5 separate regions of the Sus scrofa genome follow, and regions 2, 3, 4 and 5 are each linked to region 1. The links are chromatin contacts, called in public Hi-C, HiChIP or PLAC-seq and promoter capture Hi-C maps. All regions are on one chromosome and are shown on one strand. The core of a region is the stretch at or near the end of the contact, and the rest is flanking DNA. Distances in the headings are between cores, read along the strand shown.

What was found. Promoter capture Hi-C pulls out the DNA fragments that hold promoters and counts their contacts. A called contact is a pair of places that touch in the nucleus more often than the background predicts. HiChIP or PLAC-seq counts read pairs in DNA pulled down with a chosen protein or histone mark.
Region 2: a contact with region 1 is called in a Hi-C map of embryonic fibroblasts, with 4 times the contacts expected there. The contact joins the promoter of TTBK2 here to the promoter of CDAN1 in region 1. A contact is called at or near these places in 3 of 5 promoter capture datasets (fetal liver, fetal skeletal muscle and liver), 13 of 47 Hi-C or Micro-C datasets (brain, embryonic fibroblasts, heart right ventricle and 5 more) and 2 of 2 datasets of contacts at active chromatin or transcription factors (alveolar macrophages and skeletal muscle).
Region 3: a contact with region 1 is called in a Hi-C map of skeletal muscle, with 4 times the contacts expected there. The contact joins the promoter of STARD9 here to the promoter of CDAN1 in region 1. A contact is called at or near these places in 7 of 47 Hi-C or Micro-C datasets (alveolar macrophages, embryonic fibroblasts, epiblast stem cells and 3 more) and 1 of 2 datasets of contacts at active chromatin or transcription factors (skeletal muscle).
Region 4: a contact with region 1 is called in a promoter capture Hi-C map of fetal liver, with 4 times the contacts expected there. The contact joins the promoter of SNAP23 here to the promoter of CDAN1 in region 1. A contact is called at or near these places in 3 of 5 promoter capture datasets (fetal liver, fetal skeletal muscle and liver), 7 of 47 Hi-C or Micro-C datasets (embryonic fibroblasts, heart right ventricle, liver and 1 more) and 2 of 2 datasets of contacts at active chromatin or transcription factors (alveolar macrophages and skeletal muscle).
Region 5: a contact with region 1 is called in an H3K27ac HiChIP or PLAC-seq map of skeletal muscle, with 3 times the contacts expected there. The contact joins the promoter of LRRC57 here to the promoter of CDAN1 in region 1. A contact is called at or near these places in 5 of 47 Hi-C or Micro-C datasets (embryonic fibroblasts, heart right ventricle, liver and 1 more) and 2 of 2 datasets of contacts at active chromatin or transcription factors (alveolar macrophages and skeletal muscle).

Annotation. Positions count from the first base shown.
Region 1 is chr1:128,640,147-128,642,846 of Sscrofa11.1, reverse strand. It overlaps CDAN1 (codanin-1), which reads right to left and starts at 1,436. Exons shown (of 29, transcript XM_021097154.1): 1 at 1,306-1,436; 2 at 765-1,076; 3 at 588-763; 4 at 151-354. The coding sequence starts at 1,395.
Region 2 is chr1:128,488,309-128,491,008 of Sscrofa11.1, reverse strand. TTBK2 (tau-tubulin kinase 2) reads right to left here and starts at 1,323. Exons shown (of 15, transcript XM_003353383.5): 1 at 931-1,323.
Region 3 is chr1:128,807,653-128,810,352 of Sscrofa11.1, reverse strand. It overlaps STARD9 (stAR-related lipid transfer protein 9), which reads left to right and starts at 1,402. Exons shown (of 35, transcript XM_021097164.1): 1 at 1,402-1,551. The coding sequence starts at 1,505.
Region 4 is chr1:128,887,513-128,890,212 of Sscrofa11.1, reverse strand. SNAP23 (synaptosome associated protein 23) reads left to right here and starts at 1,258. Exons shown (of 8, transcript NM_001244719.1): 1 at 1,258-1,349.
Region 5 is chr1:128,837,750-128,840,449 of Sscrofa11.1, reverse strand. LRRC57 (leucine rich repeat containing 57) reads right to left here and starts at 1,313. Exons shown (of 6, transcript NM_001244811.1): 1 at 1,131-1,313; 2 at 934-1,039; 3 at 698-836. The coding sequence starts at 1,017. HAUS2 (HAUS augmin like complex subunit 2) reads left to right here and starts at 1,423. Exons shown (of 6, transcript NM_001243905.1): 1 at 1,423-1,529. The coding sequence starts at 1,437.

The sequences.
Region 1 (2,700 bases), core at 187-2,686:
GTCAGCCTAGCTTCCCCTCCACAGCCACCCTCAGGTTCCTTCAGAAACACATCCACAGCCCAGGGTTCCCAGGGGTCAAATCAATCATGGAGAAACCCTGCATATCCCCTATGGTGGAAGCTGACATCCCAGGGAGCGGCAAGGCCATACCGCTCCTTCCTGAGCATCTCCCGCTCCTCTTGGAGACTTCTGCACCCTGAGGGGAGGCCATGGCCCCAAGGGCTAGTGTCCAGGACTGAGGGTTGGGAACTGGGGACACAGTTGATTGGGGGTGAGGTGAAGCAAGTCTTGGGCTTGGAGAGTGACCGCTCTTCGCTCACCGGAGTTGGGTTGATCCTGCGTGAAGGCTTGGTCCTGCTAAGGAGTAGCCACAAGTTTTTCTCAAATTCTTTTTCAAGCATCTCCCCCTCCACCACAATCTCCACCACAACTTGGCCTCATTGCAAAACACGCTTCGCTATGGTAGTTATCTCTTCCAACCTTCTTGCCAATACTACGCTCTACTATAGAGTACCTAGCCTTAATTTACTGACTGCCCTAGCGGAGCCTTGCTACCACCCATCTCCCCGATGAAGGCTGATTCTCACCCTGCAGAGCCCGGAGGAACCGAGCCTACGGGAGGGAACTCCTCCAGGTTGCTGAGGTTTGGCGGGTCAGAGCGCGCGAGGCTAGGGCTGCTGGGGCTGCCGGAGCTCTTGGGCCTTCGGCCTCCGGCCCAGGGTAAGCTCTCCCCGCTGACTCCCTCCTCCAGGCCCCGGGGCCCGGCCTCCACGCTCGCGGGCCGGCCCCGGGCCCCGCCTCCTGCCCCCACGGCGGGCCGAAGGGGCCTCAGCTGCGGCAGCGCTCGAAGGCTCTGTCGGAGGGAAGAGCTGGCTGCGCGCTCCGCGGCCCCCCCGCGGCGGGCCCCCCGGCCTCCCTGGCAAGGCTGCGGAGGAGCCAGGGGCCTTGGCGGGGGTTGGGGGGCCCTGCGGGAGGACGCGGCTGCTCTGCTCCCTCAGGAAGTTCAGCAGGAATGGAACGAATTCCTTCCGTAGTGGCCGAAGTGAGCTCAGCGCGGCCGCCTCCCCGGGGTCATCCTGAGGAAGAAGCGGCAGTGAGCGAGAGGGTCAGCTGCCAGCCCGCGGCCACGAGCAGTACGGGCTGCAGGGCGCGCTGAGGCAGGCGGGCGGCCGGGGCATCGGCCCCTAGTTGGAGAGCACTCGGCTCGGGCTGACAGCCAGGCACCCCAGAAGAAGGGGACCGGAGGAGTGGTGTCTCCGTGGGAAGCAGATTCGGGCCAGGCTGGGGGCGTGTCGGCACTGTTACCTCCGAACTCTGGGCGCTGTGCGCGATCCACCGCACGGCGGCTGCGACCGACAGCTCCTCTCTCAGCAGCGACTCCAAAACGGCCGCCATCCCGGTTCGGGCGCTCGGAGGCGATTGCGCAGGCGCCGGCGCGCCACGGGCGGCCTGGGAGGGGCGGGGCCGGCGCCGAGGGGCGACCGTTGGGCCGCGGGGCGGAGGAGGCGGGGCCGTGGGCGGGGCCGGGACCGGCGGCGGCCGGGCTTCCCCATGCTGAGGCTCGGCTTGGGCCTTGGATCAAGGCCGCGGCTGGGCTTGCGGTTACCGGCCCGAGGCTCGGTGGTTTGCTAGGTGCGGCGCGCCGCTGTCGGTGAGACCGGGTCCCGGCTGCCCTGGGCCGAGGGCGACCTGCTGGCGCTCGGGACGCAGCCGCGGAGACCTAGGGCCCAGGAGAGCGGCAGGACGGTAAAGGTGAACAAGTCTCCGGGGAAGGAAGATGCCTATATTTACGATAAACACGTTCTTTTAAGAGTTTACGTTGTCTAGTTTTCAACCATCACCACCCTGAAGAAGTTACGAAAAAGTTAACTTCATTTTGACGTTGTCTTTCTCAAGGGCTGCGTTTTCAATCCCGTCCCATCCTGTACCCAGGCACTGTTTTTCCAGGATTCACCATCAAAAGATGGATGACTTAAGACTCTTTTAAGACTCAATTCTTGCAGGGGCGCTTTTTATGATCCTCAGCCCACAACCCTCAGAGTGCTTCAGGCCGTCCTGCACACATAATCGCCTACTATGTATTCCTCACCCGTTACACAAGGTTACTTATTTCAGCTACTTTGCAGTTGAGAAGTTAATAGGCACATACATGATTAGTTTCTGGGAGCTTGAGGTGTATCTTTATTTCTTATTCTGAAAAACAGGAGAGGGAGCTCTTTGGATAGTGCTCCTCACCGAGAAATCGAGAAAGGGAAACCAGGCAGAGAAAAACAAATGGCAGTAACACTGCAGGCCAATCCAAATCAGGAAAGGTGAGGCAAATCGGCCCACAGGAATGCCTCTAGTGAGTTCCTTTGGTTCTAAGGAAGGTGGAAAGGAGTGTGTGGTGGGAAGCAGAAATCACTTCAGTGCTATAGGTAGGATTCCTACAGAGAAGGAGAAATTACCTCCCCCTAGAGATAGAATGATGGCTTGAAAGAGAGCTTTTAACACGTTCGATTTTTACATGGGGAACCATCTCCCCCTATCCTCCAACTCTGGTTTTTGTCTGCAGGGATACTGAACACCTAGTTTCTATTCAGTCTAGTGCTTCTTTTTCTAGGTCACTTCTGGATGTGATACTGCATTTATAGTAACACTTTCTGCTCCCCCTTGATCTTGTAACCTGTGGTGCATTTGATAACTTTATTAAATTAGAAA
Region 2 (2,700 bases), core at 74-2,573, 150 kb after region 1:
ACACACTGAGTGGATACTCCGTGTGTACATGTGCCCATTCATAATAATGCAAACCTCATACATGCATTAAAAAACTTGCTTTCTATTTAATACCAAAACATCTTTACATGAACACAAATTATAACAACATTGCCCTTTTTGATGTTCAAAGAACAATTTCTAAAGCAAGGGATGAGAAGAGTTAATGCCGGATTGCTGCCACCTACCAACTTTAATTCAAAGCAAAGTACAACTCAATGTCATTTTTACCTTCTAACGCAGCCACGACTCAAATAAAATTAAGTTCACTGTGGATAAAGTATCCTGGATTCCCAATGGATTATTTACTTCGGATGTGCAGGTAAATACGTGTGGACTCTCGTCCCTCCCACAGCATCCCGGAGTGTCAACATCATCTTAGTCAAAGCCAACGACGAGCAAATCCTTCTACCTTGCACCCTAAGTACCAGAAAGTCAGGGCCTCCATTGCCGTTACTACACAACAGATTCTACAGTCCCATGCCCTCTTCTATCGCATTTGGGGGAGCCGGATGGGAAAGAACCGCTCAGGATATGCTGAGAATCCTGGATTTAGTCCTGGTACCAGACTCAACATGAATACAAGTGGTATGTGGGTCACCCACAGAAAAAGAAATAGAACGAAGCTTTGTGACCCTCGAAGTTCAGTGAAGACACCAAAAGCTTCTGGGGATACGAGGCACAACCCTTTGGGGAAACCGAGGAGAAGCAGGCGATCTCCGAGTTGGAGTGACTAGGTCTGGCACAAACCCAGGGAGTCTGCGACCCGGGAGTCTCTGGTACCCCTTCCCTCCACACCTGGGTCGGTCATTGGGCTAGGGGTGCGGCCGCAGGAGGGGGTTAGGAGTAGGGGAGGGCAGGGTGCGGAGCTCCCCCAGCTGCGCCCAGGGGGTCCGGGGGGGTGTGTCCTACCTGGGCCGTGGCAAACGCAGCGATTCGGGCGGAGGGTTCCGGTCCAGCTCAGGGCCGGGACCCGCAGGAGTCAACCCACAGCAGGCGGGACTGCCGCCGCCTGCCCATCCCCCGCCGACGACTGCGGCGGGACCCAGCGCGGCTTCGAGGGCCGGCCGGCCGAGTAGTCCCCTCGGGTACCGTCCGCGTTTACTGGCGGCGGCGGCGGCTGCTGCAGTTACTGCTGCTGCTGGCGGCCCTCAGCCGCTGCTCTAGTTTCAGCCCCTGCTTCTCCTCTTGCCGCCACCGCCGCCGCCTGGTCCCTACCGCTCCCATCGCCGCTGCGGCGACTACTGCAGCGCCCGCTGACCCGACCCGACGTTATTCTCCCCCGTCGCAACCTAGCACAGCCTAGCCCACCTGCCCTGCCAGTGCGCACGCCCACCTCTCCGCCACAGGTGCTGATTGGAGAACGCGTCCCGAGTCCGCCACATCGGTTGGCTGGTCCCATTGCCTATCACGAAAGGGGCGGAGAGTCAGGCAAAGAACATCTCCGCCCCCACCGGAGAATTGCCGCTATCTTCAGGTTTGCCTGAGAGGGCGAGTTACCGGGAAAGGAGCATCACAATGGAAGCGCGCGTGCGCGAGGGGATTCTGGACCTCGTAGTTCCAGCCTCAACGTCAACTGCCTGCCGGCCCAGAGAGGAGAAGTGGGCTTCTGGGACTAGTTGGCTCACAGTGGGGTCTTCCTAGCTCAACAGTTATCTTGGTTATATAGTGATGGTTGTGACGCCAGGGTTGGCCTTTTCTGAAGAAAATCGAAAATGCTTTCTCACCATACGAATTTCCACAAGCTGAGCTGAGGCATTGGGTCATGAAGAAGGGCCCCAAGTCGTGAGGCCCTGCCGTGCCACCTCCTGGCATGAACCAGCGCTGCCAGGATCTGGCAAATTGGCGTCTTCCCCAGAACAACCTAACATAAAGCTAATCACCGATGAGTGCTGGGAAAAGCCTAAAACTGTAAGCAAGGAGACAGAAACCTCCGGAAAGGAATATTAGCCTGGAGCCCGGCGTATCCTTAGGGTTTCCACAACTGTAGCGAACAAGATTTCATTCCCTTTTTGAAACATCACCACTGAAGGGTTCAGTGAGCAGCCCTGGGAGGTGCAGTATATGATTCTAAGCAAGAGAATGTGGGAGTCCGTAGAAGGCTTTCCAAAAAAAAAGGGAGGGGGGCGGAGCATTGAGGCTGTGTGGGATAATTTGTATTCGGTGTTGATGTATCAAGCTGTTTGGTAAAGAGGCAACCTTACGATTAAACCCCTCTCCCATCCTTACCCACCAACTTACAGAAGAAAAAAACTCCAAGAAGTTTAACAGCTTTCCTGGATCTACAAAACTATTTAGTGGCAGAACCAAAAACGTGCGTATCTTAAACGTCCCTTGTCCTATGCTTTTTTTTACTCAATAATCACAGTGACTCCCAGGAGTCTGCCATGGACTGAAAGATTGTGATGCATTACAACCTTCATTTGACTTTAAATCTTTTTCTTCACTCAAGTGACATCATGATTAAAGCTAATTAAGAATGTAGAAAGGTTAAATATGAATCCTATATTCAATCTCATAACTATTATTGAATCTGTTTCTTCTTGTTCGGGAAATGCCAGAGCCTCTTGACATTATTCGAAAAACAGCAGTCTGTCTTGACTAGATTCTTGGATAAAAAGCAGGACAAAATGTACATTAAAGGCAATTGATGATGCAGCTCATCTGTTCTATTCAAACTTA
Region 3 (2,700 bases), core at 153-2,652, 170 kb before region 1:
ACCTAGAATAAAATCCAAAGGCTTTACCTTGGTCTCATGCTCCCTTTATGACTCTCTGCCTCTGCCATGCCATTCTATCCCCATTGGTTTTCCTGCTGTTCCTCTAACATTTCAGGCTTTCTTCAAGTTCAGGGCCTTTACATGTGCTTGTTCCCTGTGTCTGAAATTGCCCTTCCACACAACAGCATGACTCTTCTTTTACATCCTTAAGATTTTTCTTAAGTGTCACATTCTCCACGAGGCTTTCCCGAGGACTTCCAGGGCCACATTATCTACAGTTTCAGCACCCTCTTTACTTACTTCCTATCCCCTTTCTGCTTTATTTTTTCTTTAGCTAATCTCATACACATTTTACTTAAATTGCTTCACATATTATTAGTTTCTCTCACCAAGCTGCCTGAGGTCAGAGCTTTGCTTGCTCTCTTCTCTGCAATGAGCCTGGTTATAATAGGTGATTTCTTAGGAATTACTCATTAGATACATAAAATTAATACCTGCAAGTTGCCCCCCCCAGTTTATTCAAACCTGTTTGTCACCTTATCAATAAGGCCTTTCCTGAATATCCCATATAAAGCAGCACCTTTCCCCCTACATACACACACAGAGACCATTACCATACCTCCTTGCTCTCCTTTTTCAAAAAATCTCATTTAGCACCATTCAAGTTACCATATAATTGTGTATTTATTCTCTCTTCCCTTCCCTGGGGATTCTAATTTCCACGAAGCCTGGGGCTGTATCCTCAGGGCCTTAGAACAACTTGACTCTTGGCAGGCAGTAGCTATTTCTTGGGTGAATTAATGAACTAATTCTATCTGGTAATATACCCTTCACGATCACAAACTGTAATGGTGGCTATGAGCTTCCAGTACAATCTAGAGAAGCTCTCCAGTAAGCGTTCTAAACTCCTTTAACTCCAATGCCCCGTCAAAGAAAGACCATGCTCCTTATAGAGAACTGCAAAAACATTTGTTGCCCATTTCATTTCCACCCTTAAAACTTAAGAATTGACAGCTCAGGCGAACGCAGCGAATAAAAATATTTAGCAAATTATTTTGTAAATTGTCTGGCGTTCACCAAACTTAACGTATTTACTTGACTCACTACCGCCGTCCACAAAGGGAGAACAAGTTAGTTCCTAGTAGGCAGGGCAGGCCCCACCCGGCCAGGATCTGCGCCTTCCCACCCGCGGGGCTCAGGATTGGTCTAGGCTCTGCAGTCAAAGCCGGGGTCAGGCAGCGGCGCGCGCGGGCGGGGTCGTCCCCGTGAGGCGTGTGGGCGGAGCGAGGCGGGGCAGCCCGCGCGTCCTCCCGCCCACGGAGCTCAGGATTGGCCAAGGCTTGGCAGGCACCGCCCTGGTCGGGCAGCCGCTGGCGCATGGGAGGGGCCGTCCCGTGAGGCGCGTGGGGCAGGCGGGGCCGGACAGGGTTGGGACTGGGCTTGGGGTTGGGGCCGGGGATGCAGCAGCAGGGCGGACCTGTGGGGTTTGAGCCGTGGCGGAGGGATGGCCAATGTGCGGGTGGCCGTGAGGGTCCGGCCCCTCAGCAAAAGGTGAGTCTGGGCGGGAGGGAGAGCCTGAGGCGTCAAAAGAGCTGAGTCGAGATTGAGGAACCCGCCTCTCTCTCAAGAGATTCTGGCGCGGCGAGATCAGACACAAAGTGGTCCAAGGGGCCAGCGTCCGGAAACTGTAAAGCCTGGCAGGACCAGGCCTCGCTTGGGTTGAGTTTTCGATTACTGCCCGGCGGGTAGTGGTGAGTGAATGGTCTCAGGGTGGTCTGCCCTGTCTGCGTCCCTGGAGTCCTGCCAGCAGGGGTTTTGAGGGACCGCGGCCCAAGTCTTGGTGATGCACGAATTGGGCCTTTTTCTCTGGGTTTGCTGAGAAGGGCTGGCAAAATGTCTCTTGGCGCGTGAGGGAGCCGCGGTCTCCTGTCTCTTCTCGGTGGCTCTGGAGTATCTGTGAGGACTGAGGCAGAGTTGTGTGTGTTCCTGCCTGCCCAGGGGTTTCTCTGTGAAGCTGTGGAGGAAGGCATGAAAGGGAAAGAGGCTCAGAGGGGTCGTGATTTCATTCTGTGCCCAAAAGAAGATCTACGACTAGAGGGAAGTCGTTTTAACCCTCATTGTAGCCAGTGCCCGGTTCCTCATGGCTGAATGTGACCCTGCACTTCTCAGCTGTTAAGGCATCCACTGCGCGGACACACAATTTCTTTCCCTTTTCACTGATTTTCCTCTGATAGGTTTGGAAATTCAGGGAGGGCTTCTCAGAAGGGTTGGCGTTTGAAGCTAGTAGCTTTTTAAAGAGCTAATAGAGTTTGCTGACAGGTGCAGAAGATGTAAAGAGCACAATACTGAGATCTAAGGACTTAGGCTGTTAGGAAACAAGAGTTTCGGTTGAGAGGGTGTGTGGAGGGAGGTGAGTGGTAGGAGATAAAGCTGACAATGTGTTTTGGGACCAGAAAGCACATATTGGAACCATTTGGGAGGTTTAAAATTTTCCAGGACATAAGTTGGCTGGAAAATTGGGCCGAAGGGTCAAATCAGGCATAATCTCCCATAACAGAATTTGGTACTAGCAGGGATTATGTTTGTCCTGATTGGTGGTGATTGGCTTTGAAAAGTCATGGAATTGACAGAATAATGAGGAAAGCAATGAAATGAGGGAAAGGAGCAAAAACTGAAAAGAAAGAAGGAAAATACAAAAGA
Region 4 (2,700 bases), core at 9-2,508, 250 kb before region 1:
GCCTACGCCAGAGCCACAGCAACTTGGGATCCGAGCCACGTCTGCAACCTACACCATAGCTCACTGCAATGCCAGATCCTTAACCCACTGAGGAAGGCCAGGGATCGAACCTGCAACCTCATGGTTCCTAGTCGGATTCTTTAACCACTGAGCCACGTTGGGAACTCCTGCTTAAGATCTTTTGATATTCTCAGTGATCATGGTAAAGTGAAAAAATGCAAGATCTTCTAAGATCTAACTTTTTTAAAAAATTGTAGTATGATTGATTTACAATGTTATGTTAGTTTCATGAGTACAGCACAGTGATTCAGATATATATATTACAAAATGTTGGGTATCATTCCCTGTGTTATACAGTAGGTCCTTATTAGTTATCTATTTCACATGTAGTAGTATCATTGCCAACTTTTTTTTTTAACAGCTGCATCTGTGGCATATGAAAATTCCCAAGCCAGGGGTTGAATAGGAGCTGAAGCTGCAGCCTGCAGCTCCAGATTCCTGGGGCATCTGTGAAGCTGCAGCAAGATGGGAGGATCCTTAACCCACTGAGCCAGGCCAAAGATTGAAACTGCATCCTCACAGAGACAACTGTTAAGTCCTTAACCCACTGAGTCACAGCAGAAACTACATCATTGCCAACTTTTAAAAACCCTTTCTCCCCTTCACCGGAAGGCGGCGCGCTTTAAGCCTCTCAAGTAGGATGAACTGCAAGGAATTTCCAGAAGGTGTTATGTTGTTCTTGGCACACTCTGTTCTCACAGTCTGGAAACTCCTATCTCCTTCCATTCCAAATTTCCGGGGGAACTCCTACTTAGCCTTCACGATTCAAAAGTCACTTCCTCCGGGAACTCTTCCAGATACCCTAAGAATAAAGCGCTTTGTTCACTGTGCCCCAACGGCGCCTCGGATTTTTCATATTCCAAGCACTATATTCTGTCCACTACAATTTGTTTACATATCTATGTCCCAGTCTAGGCAAAGGTCGGGGAGGCATTCTATTCGTTTTCTCTTCCTCAACATTCATCTCGTACATTGCCTGGTACACGGTTTGCCCTCGGTAAATGTTTATTGCATAAACACTTTCCATCTTGGGCGGGACCCGAATTGTCGGGTTAACCGGTGAGTCCCCAGACTCTTCGCCTGCGTGGCAGGGAGATTTAAACCGCCCCCCCGCCCCCACACCAGGGTGATTGGCTCCAGCTGCAGGGGTGTGTCCGCGCCCGCCGCGCCGGAGGAGCGCGCAGGCGCGCAGGTTCGGCGCGCGCAGGCGCAAGAAGAGAGCAGTTGGAGAGTCCGGCCTGCGGGTGTCCGATCTGCTGCGGCCGGAGAGGAGTGGCCGGAACTGCTTGGTGAGTCTCCAGGAGTGGGATTGAGGGAGCTGGCTGCCGTGAAGATTGGGTTCATAATCCCAAGGAGAAAGTGTATATCGTGACAGTTGAAAAACTGGTGGGGTCGGGCTTGAGGGGAGGAGGGGGCGCTCTGGCCCGAACTGAGCCGGTCCGGCCGGGCTCGAAGACGCGAGGCTCCTGGAGACTCTCTAGGGGTCAGAGGAGGAAGGGTGGAGGGATGTTGGTTCTCCGGACTTTCCTTGAAACCTAGCAGAGGTAAACTCCCACTCCCTGACTTCTCACCCTCGCAGTTGTCGGGATTAATAGACTTTATGGTGGCCACAGTGATCAGATTAATTTTCAACTACCTGTATGAAAAAGGTTTCTGAGATTCATGGCATTGGAGAGTCCATGCTCTCTAGGAAAGTCTGTACTTGGCTCGCGGCTTCACTGAAGACAAACGAAGGAAAGAGTTATTAAAAGTAAAATTCCACGGAGTAAATGGTGGTGGTGGTGGGGAAGTCCTGGAAAGTGCTGTTTCACCTGGAACTTTTTTTCATCATTAGTCACCACAATGCTAGACAAGGCAGATGGGGGTCAGAGGCAACGAAAGTCGTCAAAATTGGGAAAAGAAGATGAGAAGAGAATATAAATTTTGCCTTTTGCTACTTGCCCTCTCCTTTGGGGAGGGCTGGAGGCGATTATGGATACTGGCAGCTTATGACAGTGTTGCCTTAGCTTCCTGAAAATAATGTAGCTTCTTAGTAGAAGGTATTTCAAGAATTGAGAGTGATATTATTCCATCTGCCCTGGGACCTTAAAACTGGTTTGCAGATGTTCTGGTGAAATCCTGCAGGTTTGGCCAGATGGAAATGGTTCTTCCACTTTCTTGGTTAGCCTGAAAGATACCACGCTTGAAATTCATGAGACATCTTTAGCAAGAATACTTTGACATTTAAACTTAAAATATTTCATAGTAAAATTTTAAAATATTATTTCTTCCACCAGCAAATTTGATTCCTAAGGCATCCACTAATCACCTGCCTTTCATTCCTTTGGAAAGAGGTAATGAGAAAAAAACACTTTCATATAAATATTAACAAATATTAGGAGAAAACCCTCTTCCTATATGACCATGCTCCTTTGACAGGCCATGTGAAAGTAAATTAAATGATCATGTAACTTAACCCACAACTTAGATATCAGTGTTGCTAGGGATCTTTTTCTAGGTGCTTGTGACATGTAAATATGCCCTAGAGAATTGCTATTATCTTAGTTCCAGAATAGGAATGGCTTATTGTGTCATTATGTTTTTAACAATATTACACACTCTTTCCTATAAACAGAATTTCTGAATGCTTCTTAGTATTTG
Region 5 (2,700 bases), core at 64-2,563, 200 kb before region 1:
AGCGGGTTAAGGATCTGGCGTTGTTGTGAGCTGTGGTATAGGTTGCAGACGTGGCTCAGATCTGGCATTGCTGTGGCTCTGGCGTAGGCCAGCAGCAACAGTTCCAATTAGACCCCTAGCCCAGGAACCTCCATATGCCGCCGGTGTGGCCCTAAAAGGACAAAAGACCAAAAAAAAAAAAAAAAAATGCGGGAAAGCATTATGTGTATAATGGGCTCCTTTTGTGAAGGGGCCACTGCACAATCCCACAGCAGTTTTGTGGGATTTGGAACACCCTCCCCTTTCCATCCCATCTGCCCTTCCAAATCAGTAGCAAAATTAGCCCTGCCTACATTACCTCCCAAAGACAGTCCCTTTCAAATCCAAATTAACCCCATCCCCAACAATACAATACCAGAGGAGGCTTATAAATATAATTACAACAGATAGAAAGCTTCAAGGACTCAGACATTCTCCCTAGTCTTGAGCTCCTGAACTGTTTCATAACAACAATCAGCTTGTTAGGAAAAAACCACCCTTTTTTTCCCTTAAGATTCTGATATATTTATTTGAAAACTAGTTTTATAACATTATAATCACACTCCACACTATATTCCAAGAGAAAAACCACCCTCTTTAACACCTTATCACTAGCAAAAGCTTCCCCAGGAGCAAACCTCCCCAGGCGCAAAAGCCTCCCCAGGCGCAAAAGCCGTACTCAGTCTGTTGTTGTTCAAGGAGAGGCTCTTCAGTAGAGTGAACTTCCCTATAATCATAGGCGGTAGACTCTCGATCTTGTTGCTGGACAAGTCGATGGTCCTGAGATTGCTTGTCAGCTTCTGCAACTCTGAGGGGAACTGATGAAAGGGGTTCACAGCGCAGAGAATCCTTTAACTTCCCCGCCCGCCGTCCCTCTCCCTTTAAATTCCCTGGTCCGAGTCCTTCCAGTCTCACCTCGGTCAGCCCACGATCCTTAAGCTGAAAGACACCAGTTTTCTGCGCGGTTTCCACATGAGCACGGAGGGCACTGTTTCCCATCCTAGCGCCACTGCTCAGGTCCCTGTGGGAAGGAAGCGCAGCTGTCACCGCTCGGTCCAGGCACCCAGCCACCCGGTTGGCCTCCCGGCTGGGTCTGAAGCCTCAGCTGTCACCTCCTGCGGATCCCTGGATCTTGGGGGCCAGCCCAAGAGTGGCTGGGAAGAAAGAGCAGAACACCAGGCCCTGCCGATTTTGCAGCTCTTCCGAAACCAGCCGCCGCTAGGAGCCTAGGGAGGATCCGGAATCCCGGAACTCGCCTCCTACCCCTCAGCTCACAGCCGGCTGGGTGGAGAAAGAACCAGGACCCGCGCTCGCAGGGGATGAGTTCCCCGCCCGGGAGGAAACACCCTGTGACGTCATCGAGCCGCGCCGAGCGTTCCACTCACTCTCCGCGCCACCCGGGAAGGTGTTGCCCAGCCATGGCTGCCGCTAGCCCCTGGGACCTGGCCTCCGCGCCAAACGCTGCCGGGCTACTGCTGGGCCATTTCGTAGCTTCAGGGTTGGTCACTCAGGTGCGTGGGGGCTATGGCGTCATTAAGGGGGTGCCCAAAGTGGTGACAGAAGATGGCTGTGAGGTGGTGGTGGTGGTGTTGGCTGCGGGAGTGGGTGTGAGGGTTAGCTGGAGGCTGTGCTAGGTTCGAGGCAAGTGGAGCTCCTTGCGGGCGGCAGAAGTGTCTAGTCCGCTGTGGGTTCTGCAAAATCTTGATTCTGAGAAGGTGTTTCAAGTGTCTGGCGAGTGAGTTACTCCAGATCATTTCATGGGCGATAATAAAGATTAGTGTTCCCCGCTTTTTTTCATTCAGTGATACCGCCTGTAGATTGTAATGGGTGGCGGGGTTGGGAAGTACGGGTGGGTGCTAAAACATAAATCTCCAAATAACGCTCGTTTGTGTGAAATATTGAGGCATTACGGGAGACGCTGGATACAGGAGAGCGGCAAGGGAGGCATGCATCTTTAAAGGCCAGGGGAAAAAAATATTGGCGAAGAAGACCCATAAAACCTTGGAACCTGAATGAAGGAAGGTGTTAATTTTGAGAAGAGAAGAGGGAGACTAGCTCAAGGGGGTGGTAGTTTTAGATTCGGCAAGGAAGCGCATGTTCGCAGGTCAAAGGGAAAGAGCCAATGGAGGGAGAAATTGAAGATGTGAGGGAGTAATGAAATAGAAATAGCAGATGTGACAAGGGAATGGGGAAAGTGGGGTTAAGAGAAGAGAAAGAAATTTTGAGGTAATGAAGAAGTTGAGAAATTTCACTAAAAAAGGAAACTGAGAAAAATAGGTAAAACCATCTGCAGAGATTAGCGGTATACACATGATGGAAGATTTGTGGGAAATATGCAAGTCTTTATACCCAGAAGAGTCATTAGAGAATTCTATTATCTGCTTAGAGTAATTTTAAGATGCAAAAACAAAAACCTAAGGAGACCAAGAAACATGTCCAAGTCACTCAACTAGCGAAGTAGTTAGATCCCGATGCTCTCCCTTTTCTGACACATCATATCATCTCTAGGATGACTTGTGACACTGTCTTGAAAGAGTTTAAACTGTTGAAGAACTTGAAGACCTAGTAACAAGACTTTTTATGGATTTTGGGGAAAATGAGTGGAAGTAAGGAATGCATTGGAAAGTAGACAAAACATAACCACAGCACTCCATAGTTCTCACCTTCCTCACTTCTCTCCTG